Regions from separate parts of the Mus musculus genome. Here all the other regions are linked to region 3. The links are chromatin contacts, called in public promoter capture Hi-C maps. All regions are on one chromosome and are shown on one strand. Each heading gives the region's core, a stretch centred on a gene start, on an enhancer-like site or on the middle of the called end of the contact. The rest is flanking DNA. Distances are from core to core; before and after follow the strand shown. Region 1 holds the start of Lamp1 (lysosomal-associated membrane protein 1). Region 2 overlaps Cul4a (cullin 4A). Region 3 holds the start of Ing1 (inhibitor of growth family, member 1).

Region 1 (2,816 bases), core at 60-2,559, 1.6 Mb before region 3:
CACCACTGATTAGTTTAGTTTATTCATTCATTCGTTTATTTATTTCATTTTTGCAACAGGGTCTCCGGTCCTGGCTGTCTTAGAACTCATTATATAGACCAGAATGGCTTGTTAAAGAGATCGTCCTGACACTAGCTCAGGATTAAAGGTATAAACCACTATGCAAGCCACAAGGTAGTTTGAAAAACATGAAGAGGCCTAACCTGGCTGTCCTTTGGATTTTATCCCAATCAGCATTTAGGAAGCAGAGACTACGAGAACCTGAACCTGTGAGTTTCAGGCCAGCGTGGTGGTGAGACACCCCTCCCCCCATTTTAAAAGTATAAAACAGTCTAAGGGTTTAAGTCGTTTTTGGCTGTGCTGGAGATTGAACTCCAGCTAGTTACCAAGCCATTCTGACACAACAGAACTTGTTTCGGCAACTCGTATATTAGCTACAACTCCTGAACCGTGAAGGGTCACAGGTCCCCTTAGCAAGGCTTCTGGGTTAAGACCGCCGAGTAAGCGCACCTCTCACGGACCAGAGAGTTCACACAAGTAGCAAAATAAAAGAAAGGGTAAACGAATTCCATAAAGTCACAGTCACAGAATTTGGGGGTGTGAGCCTCTGTGCCCAGGAGATTTGGCCAGCCACCTCTCTCCCGTCCTGAAGATGCTGGCACCGCAGCGAAACGCTCCGCGTTGCCGGGATACAGCGGCGAGGAAGGGCACCCGGCACCCCAGGCAGGGTCCGAGGCAGCACCCAGTCCTCTCACAAGGCAGCTCAGAGCCAGCAGCACTGCCTGGCAGGAACTCCAGCCCAGCTCCTTCCAGAGCGGCTCAGACTGGGCTCCCAACCCGCACCTACGTCCTTAGGCCCGCACGGGCTCCCAGGCGGCGAGCGCCACTGCGGAGCGGGCGGGCCGGCTCGAGGCCTTCTTGACGCCCGCGGCTCCGGGCGCCCCGTCCCCGCCCGGCCTGCCGCTCTGTTCCCGTCCGTCCCGAGACACCGACCCCGCCCGGCCCTCCTTCTCTCTCCCTCCCTCTCGGGCTCACCCAGCAGCAGCAGGAGCAGCGGCCGCCGGGCGCCGGGGGCCGCCATGGCGCGACGCAGCCGAGGCCGGAGGACGGCGGTTGCGCGGGCGGCGAGGCCGGCGGGAGGGCGCGTCCACCGACTCGAGAGGCCCCGCAGCTGCGGCGCCGGCACGGAGAGGACCCTGCGGCCGGCAGCGCCTGTCACGTGAGCAGTGCCGCGCCCGCCGGTCACGTGAGCCGAGGGTCTCGCGAGAGCCCGTGGACCGCCAGCTTACTCCTCACTTCTTCGGGAGGCTCCGTTCCGCACGTGATGTGGTCACGTGCCAGTCGGCATCACGTGGGCGCTGGACCACGTGATATCTTGCCCTCTCCCCACCCCCTTCCCCCCCCCCCCCCCACGGCCTTTCTCCCGAGTGTCCCGAAATGGAAAGTAGGTTGTGGCTTTGAGTAAGGGAAGGAGAAACGCTGTCGGAGAAAGTGAAGATGGAAACAGGAAGCCATGAAGGCTGGACTGAGCCCCGTAGGCCAGCTACATGCCACAGTTCAGGTCCAAGCCCCTGAAGGCCTGCAGCCCAGTGGTAGTCTTGGTTGAGAGCCATGTCTAGGTCAATACCAGTGTTTACATCCCAGGACAGTGTGCATATCCATTTCGAGGTGGGTATTCCCATCTAGACCCGTGCCCCAGGCCCAGGCTGACCTCCACTTTCAGGCTCACATACTAGTGTCTAGGGTCAGCCCCGAATGTGTCCCATTCGGTGATCCAGGCAGAGGACAGTCCTTTAGGATACGTAGATGGTGGGAGATGTGGAAAAGATACTTTTTAAGAGATAGGATTTCAGAATATATCTTTAGCCGGCCTCAAACTCAGAGATCAGCCCGCCTCTGCTTCCTGAGTGCTCAGATGATGTGTGTGGGCGCAGTGTTCTTGACCATTCCTGGCTGCTTAAGGGCATGTGGATGGTCATCTTACCTGAGATGACTATTTCCATGAAGAGTTCAATACTAAAGTATTTTCCTCTTTTGTGAATGTCACACTCAAAACTCGAGGATTGGTTTGATGTTTGGGGACATGGCGTCACCCTAAAGCCCAGGTTGACCTGGAACTCGCATGGACCAGGCTGGCCCCACACTCTGGGCAATCATCCTGTCAGGAGCGCAGAGATTACAGGTGTGTGCCACCATGGCATGAATAATCTGAGCTTTTATGTTATTATATTGTTTTGGAGACAGGGTCTCTCTATATAACCCTGGCAATCCTAGAACTCATTACTTAGACAGGTTGGCCTCAGACTCAAGAGATCAGCCTGCCTCTGCCTTCAGAGTGCTGGGACTAAAGGCCGGAGACCACCAGATCTACCTTGAAGTCCTCAAGTTTTAGCTTGAGGATTCCTCCTGTTAACAGATTTTTCATTCAAGCTGAGTTCTTCCTCCTCAGAATTGTAGACCCAGTAACAAAACTTAAAAGCTGTTTATGTAGTGGACTAGTTTATTCTGTGACCGGAGAATAAGAGTGGTTGGAGAGATGGCTCATTTGTGTAGGACCTTGGTTCCAGTCCCATCACTCACATGGTTCACAACTATCCAGTTCCGGGGAGCCTGATGCCCTCTCCTGACTTCTGAGGGCACACCACACCTGCCTATGATGCACAGGCCTACCCTATATTCAAGCAAAACTCTCATGCACAAAATAAAGTGAAATTTTAAAAAGAAACTGGGAGAAATGGGTCAAAGATCACTTTCTAAAGGAGGGGGGTCTTTTTAAGATGGATATAACGGTGTGGGTGTGCATCCCTTTAATCCAG
Region 2 (2,756 bases), core at 231-2,730, 1.6 Mb before region 3:
ACACTACTGGGGTTCAGTACCCTGTATCAGTGTTTGAAATGATGCATTGCGCACACACCACAGCATGTGTGTAGATGCAGAGGAACCTTCAGGACTCAACGCTTTCCTTCTGCTACTTGGGTCCCAGGGACTGGACTCAGGCAGCGTCATCCGAGTCTCCCTAAGTAGCCCTGGTTGGCCTGAAATTCACGACGTAGATGAGTATAGTTTTGTACTCAGAGATTCACCCGCTTCTCTGCCTCCTGAGCATTAGATTAAAGGTGTACACCAACTTTTTACAAGGAACTTTTTAGCAAATTTAAACCTCATAGCACCTATGGCAAAAGGCAGGATTATATCCCACCCTCCATGGAAATGGAGTTCAGAAATGAGTGGCCTAAGGCTCCACTTCTGGGGAGTCAGTGTAGCCTCTGCTCCTCTCTGGCTGCTAACACTCAGCCTCCTATGGCCTCCCCTTAACTCATCGCCTCCACCAGGCAGATGTAAATATCCATTTTATTCCTGAACATCTAATCCCCTTAAATATTGACTCCTAATAACTGAATATGAAATTAAAAGGTTTGGATTATATTCTCTACATTGGCACCATGTATAAAATCTAGTTTTTCACTTAATTCCCAGCAATAATGACTCTTAGACTATTTATTAATAAATGCTTAGGCCACAAAGCTTTGCCTTGCTTTTAACTTATTACCCCCTTTATTGCAGCCAGAGTTCAGCTGCATGGTCGGTTTCCCTCCTTGTCTTCAAACATCTGTTTTCTCAGTTTTCGGGGGGGTGGGGTCTCCCATGTTTTTATTTCCCAGAAGTCTCTATTCCTGCCAGGTATCTGAGCTCCTATTTTCGGCCTCAGCTCATGGGCTATAGTTTTTTTTACTGACCAGTGATCCTTAGAAGAGAGTCTCTTTACAGGTGGAACCCAGCCTCTCCCAGCACAGGTCTGTACTGGGACCCATGGTGCCCCCTCTGGAAATGGAGAACACAATGCTCTTTTAAAAAAGGTGCTGTCCTGAACTTGCATGCTATGCCTCCTGGGATCTGACCCTTTCTTTCCTCTTGTCCCCAAACCCCAAAGGACGGGAGTTTCACTGTCTCCTCTGTGCCCCACCCCCATGTCTCCATCTCCTCACAGTAGTGCATAACACATCTTGCACAAACACTGCATCGACCTGGAGTCTAGAGGAAAAGACAAATGAAAAGAGAAAACTGTGTACTGTTTCATGAGAATCATGGCCATGAAGACATGGGTGGACAGTGGCTAAAGAGTGCACACTGCTCTTGCACCCCAGCCCCCTAGCTCTCGGGATCTCACACCGCTGGCTCCTCCCTCAGGCACCTGTGCTCACACTCGAATCACCACACCCTGCACAGGAAATGGACTCACAAAACCTTAGAAGAACAAGAGGCTAGAAAGACAAGAGCCTGGTGCTCAGTGAAGTTCTATCAGGCAAACAAAGCACTCAGGCGCTGAGGGAGTCGCTCTCCTTCCTGAGTCCTCTTGAGATAGCTCGTGGTAAGAAATCCAGTGTGTAACTGCTGAGTGCACACATTATAAGCAAAGCTCGGTGTTGGGAGCAGAGTCTCAGAGTACTGGGTGCAGCCAGAAGCATGGCCATAGCCTCAGTGTGAGGCCAGCAGGCCGTGGCTGTGGGGACTGAGGAGTCAGTGCAGGGCTTACTTACTGTGTGCTGTGGTCTAAGTAGGTGATCACTCGGTCTGCTTCCTCTTCTAGACGTTTGCTCACATGGTTAAGGTATTCTGGAACCTTCCAAAAAAAACATTTAACACATCAATGACAAAGACTTCTCACATTATACATAAAATTTCCTCAAAAAATAGAGAAAAAGAGAGAGAGAAGCAAACCCACTCACTCGCTAACAGACTGCCACTGAGAAGCCCCTCTAACCAGGCAGGGCCCAGGCCACTCTCACGGCTTACTACCAAGTGCGGGGGGACAAATACCAGTGGGCCACGATGGGTGAGTTAGTATCAGTACCTGGGGAGACAGCCAAAGCTTACTAGCAACCTGTACACATGGATCACACGGATCTGTCAGCGGTGACATCCTCCCTCCCCTGCAGTCACGGCAACTGCAGACAGCCATCGCTTGTCCTCAGTGCCACCTTAGCTAGCACGGCTGCAGCTAAACTGTGATCTGATGGGTTGGGCCCATCTTGGCAGGGGCAGGTGGCTCCACATAGGACTCATCACTCCCTTGGGACTGGACTCTAGACCTAAGAAGCTGCTCAGAGGGGCTGAGGTGACACTGCTGTTATTATCTAGGCTTCTTCACATACATTCTTCACCAATGCTTTACACAGTGACATGTTTGATTTTTAAGATTAGCTCTTTATCTTCTTGCTTAGACATAGGCTCAGACATTAGACATAGGCTTGCTTAAACATCGCTATTTTAGAAAATACTTAGGGGAGGGGAAATAAAGAAAGAAAGCTTCTAAGGGAAAGAAATTAACTCCTTTGTACAGCAAGCAGTTCTCTCCCAAAGACTCCAGAGACTTTGGCAAATGTATACATACAAAAGGGCAGCAGGCCCAAGGAGTGGGTTACAGCCAAATGCAGTCGGCCGCACAGCTCACCTCCCTGTCCTGCATCAGCCTCTGGCCTTCAGCAGCGTATAGACAGTTAGTCTCTTCCAAGAACTTCAGCTCAAATGAGTCTTTGTACACCTAGGAAACAAGCAGCTCCTGATGAGCTTGAGCACAGAAACCTTCCTTTTCAAGCACTGGTTCTTATCAG
Region 3 (2,864 bases), core at 126-2,625:
CAAAGTTTCCCCAACAGCCAACAGTTCCCGGCGGGCACGCAGGCTCCGCCTCTTCGCCACTCTGGGCAGCCCGGGTCTTCGGGTGGGCTGCAGGTCCCTCACCTGCCCCGCTCCTCTCCAGCCAGAGCCCAGCTCGCGTCCACCGATCGCAGCGCAGTCGTACACCTAGTCGGCTGCGATCCTCCCTTTCACCCTCTTCCTCCCCAAGACACACCGCGCCGGCGCCCCTCGCAGTCGGCCCGGAGCCCTGTCCAGAGCCAAGAGAGGGCCCAGGAGAGCAGGGCCTGGGCGATCGCGCGACCCCGAGTCAGGACTGCCCAGTACTTTATGTAACACTTAGAACCAGAACCTGGCGGGAGGCGGCGACTCTCCGGACCCGCACTCAGCTCCGCCGGAGTACGGCCCGCAGCCCTCTCTCTAGCCCGGTGCCCGCGCCCTACGGCCGCGGCGCCCGCATAGCACTCCACCTCGCGCGGCCGCCTTCACCCCCTCCCCGAGGACGCGGCCGAGCCCCGCGCCCCCTCCCCCGCAGCACCGCCTCATCACTTCACTACAAAGAGCGCTTTGGTCGCGCAGCCTTGCAGCCAGCCGTTCGCGCTCCTTCCTTCTCCATGTCCCGGAGCTCGGTACACAAGGACCTCGGCGTATCAAAGGCGCTCCAGACCTTTTGTTCCTAGCCCTCCGAGGACGCTACCGGGCGCTCCGGCTCCAGCAGGACCGGTCAGCCTCGCCGCCGGGACCCAGGGATGGACGCGGCCGCCCCCGCCCATCCATCACCCGCCGTACCTTGGTATTTGGCGTCGATCTCCCGCATCAGCGAGACGTTCCTCTGCAGGTCGAAAGGCAGTGACTCGATTGAGTCCAGGTAATCCTCCACATAGTTCACCAGGTGGATCTGCTCCCCGTTGGCAGGACTCAACATGGTTCACCCCGGAGGTCCCCGGCGATTCGGCGGCTTTCCGCTTCCTCCACCCCCCGCCCCCCTCAAACAGCACTGCAAAATGCAAAGCTCTCTCGCCCTTCCGCGCCCCCCCGCCGCTCCGGCCGGGCTGGCCGGCGGCTACATCTGGCGCCTGCCGCGCCGCCTCCGGGGCCGCGGGGACCCCGGCGCCTGCAGGCGCGGGCCGCGGCGGCCGAAGCTCAAGCGCACACCCCGCCGGCCGTGCAGGCCCCCTCCCGGGCGGCGGGCGGCGCGGGGGGCCGTGCGTACTAGCGCGCACACACCCAAAGAGGGCCGGCCACCGCCGCCCACCCGCCACCAGCGTGGAGAGCGGAGAGAGCGGGGCCGGCTGCGGGAAGGGCGCGCTCCGCCGCCCGCCTCGCCGCACTTGTCCAACGTGGAAAACCCAAATACCAGTTTCAAACACTTGGGAAACATTCAGCCCCGCGCGCAGCGCGCATGCGCCCCGCCACCCCTCCTCCCGGAGGCGGCCCCGCCCCCACCGCATTCACGCCCCTCACCGTCCCGGGCCGGGGGGCGGCGGGCCGCGAGGCCGGCCCGCGCGGGGGCGTGGCCTGTCATTGTCGCTGGGGGCCAGGGTCGCCGAGGGGACAGCGGCGGGGTCGCCTGGGCAGGGGAGACCGGCGACGCGAAACTTTACTAGGAGTTTGACACTCGGTGGCGGACCTACTGGGCGGAGCCGCACGCCGGCCGGGAACCGCGGGGTGCTAGCCTGCTCCTCGAGACACGCCGGGGCCGGACGAGCCTCCAGATCGCTGCCTTCAAACCGACTAACCTGAGAAGAGCCACCCTCCGCTGGGTTAACTGCATTCCCCCGCCTCCTAGCGCGGTATAAATAGGGCCCCCGAACAGAAATGGCAACGGCGTCAGCCAATCCCCTTGCGACTCTTACCTCTGCGGCCAATCTGGACGAGAAGGAGGTGTGGTGGGATCGGCAACGCCCCCCGCACGCCTAGTACTAGAGAGCTGTCCTCTTCCAGGAGGGACGAGCGGGCGGAGCCGAGCGAGGCGGAAGTGGACGCGCAGGCGCAGCTCCCTGGCGATGGATGCGGACCCGCGCGGGAGGGCAGCTATCGACACGCAAAGGGACCACCACTCCCAGCATCCTCGGCGCCTCCACGCGCCTGCGCCTTCCGCCCCCATCGTCCCTTTGTGTCGCCTCCCGGTGCTGGGTTTAGAATGGCCTGGAGACAAAGGGGCCCCCGAGGGGTGCTCTTTTCAGCGCGGAGATCTACGGTGGGCGGGCTGGCGGGAGCAGCTCTTCTCTGATCCTAACTAGCTCTTCCCCTCCCTGCCGCATCTGAGGCTGCCCATGTCCTCGTCACACTGAGTTGGCAGCGGGCACCGCAGTGTGCTTCCCGCAGGGGAGCACAACCTTCAGCTTCCCATCCCGCCCTTCCCCCACAGCTGCCGGATTTAGGGCTTTCTGAAAAGCCCGGGCAGAGCGAGGGGTTGCCTAGGCGACGGGCCCCGGCGGTCCCGCCCTCTTCCTGCCTAGGCACCGCCCTGGGGCGGAGCCTGGCCTGTGGTCGCCACATTCGCGCCTTTGTATGGCTGGGACTGTGGTGCGGCTGTCCTATTCGCCCCTCTGAGTCCCAGGTCCTCAATCTTGCTCGGCCGCCTGGGCGAGAGCGGTGGACCCGCTGCTGTGGCCTCAGGTGCGCAGGGCTGGTGATGGCGCTCTGCCTCGCCTGCGGTGTCTGCTGCGCCGGGTCAGCTCGCAGCCTTCAGCCATCTGGAGTTTGCCGTGTTTCAGCCTCAGGCATTCATCCTCCGGCAGAACAAGACTCACCGCTTCAGAACTAGAGGGTGTAATTGGAAAGGATTTGGAACAGGTTCAGGAAACACTGTGATGCCCTACCCCCTTCGGCAGGTGTGAAAGTACTCCATGCAACCCCGTGAC

What was found. Promoter capture Hi-C pulls out the DNA fragments that hold promoters and counts their contacts.
Region 1: a promoter capture Hi-C map of liver shows a contact between it and region 3, with 11 times the contacts expected there. The contact joins the promoter of Lamp1 here to the promoter of Ing1 in region 3. A contact is called at or near these places in 4 of 39 promoter capture datasets (the C10 cell line, liver and pre-B cells), 1 of 484 Hi-C or Micro-C datasets (embryonic stem cells), 3 of 115 datasets of contacts at active chromatin or transcription factors (astrocytes, large pre-B cells and thymic regulatory T cells) and 1 of 9 other capture datasets (adipose tissue).
Region 2: a contact with region 3 is called in a promoter capture Hi-C map of hematopoietic stem and progenitor cells, with 3 times the contacts expected there. The contact joins the enhancer-like site here to the promoter of Ing1 in region 3. A contact is called at or near these places in 8 of 39 promoter capture datasets (the C10 cell line, the HPC-7 cell line, erythroid cells and 4 more) and 3 of 115 datasets of contacts at active chromatin or transcription factors (astrocytes, bone marrow-derived macrophages and thymic regulatory T cells).

What each region holds. Positions count from the first base shown.
Region 1 is chr8:13,157,654-13,160,469 of GRCm38.p6, reverse strand. It overlaps Lamp1 (lysosomal-associated membrane protein 1), which reads right to left and starts at 1,309. Exons shown (of 9, transcript NM_010684.3): 1 at 1,036-1,309. The coding sequence starts at 1,081.
Region 2 is chr8:13,123,800-13,126,555 of GRCm38.p6, reverse strand. Cul4a (cullin 4A) reads right to left here. Exons shown (of 20, transcript NM_146207.3): 7 at 2,597-2,686; 8 at 1,683-1,765. Among named protein-coding and RNA genes, the nearest start is that of Mir7065, 11 kb to the left of the region's middle. Within about 2 kb of position 1,480, at least 3 of the 459 cell types and tissues checked have an H3K27ac peak or open chromatin away from gene starts, as enhancers often do.
Region 3 is chr8:11,554,968-11,557,831 of GRCm38.p6, reverse strand. It overlaps Ing1 (inhibitor of growth family, member 1), which reads right to left and starts at 1,375. Exons shown (of 2, transcript NM_011919.5): 1 at 787-1,375. The coding sequence starts at 922.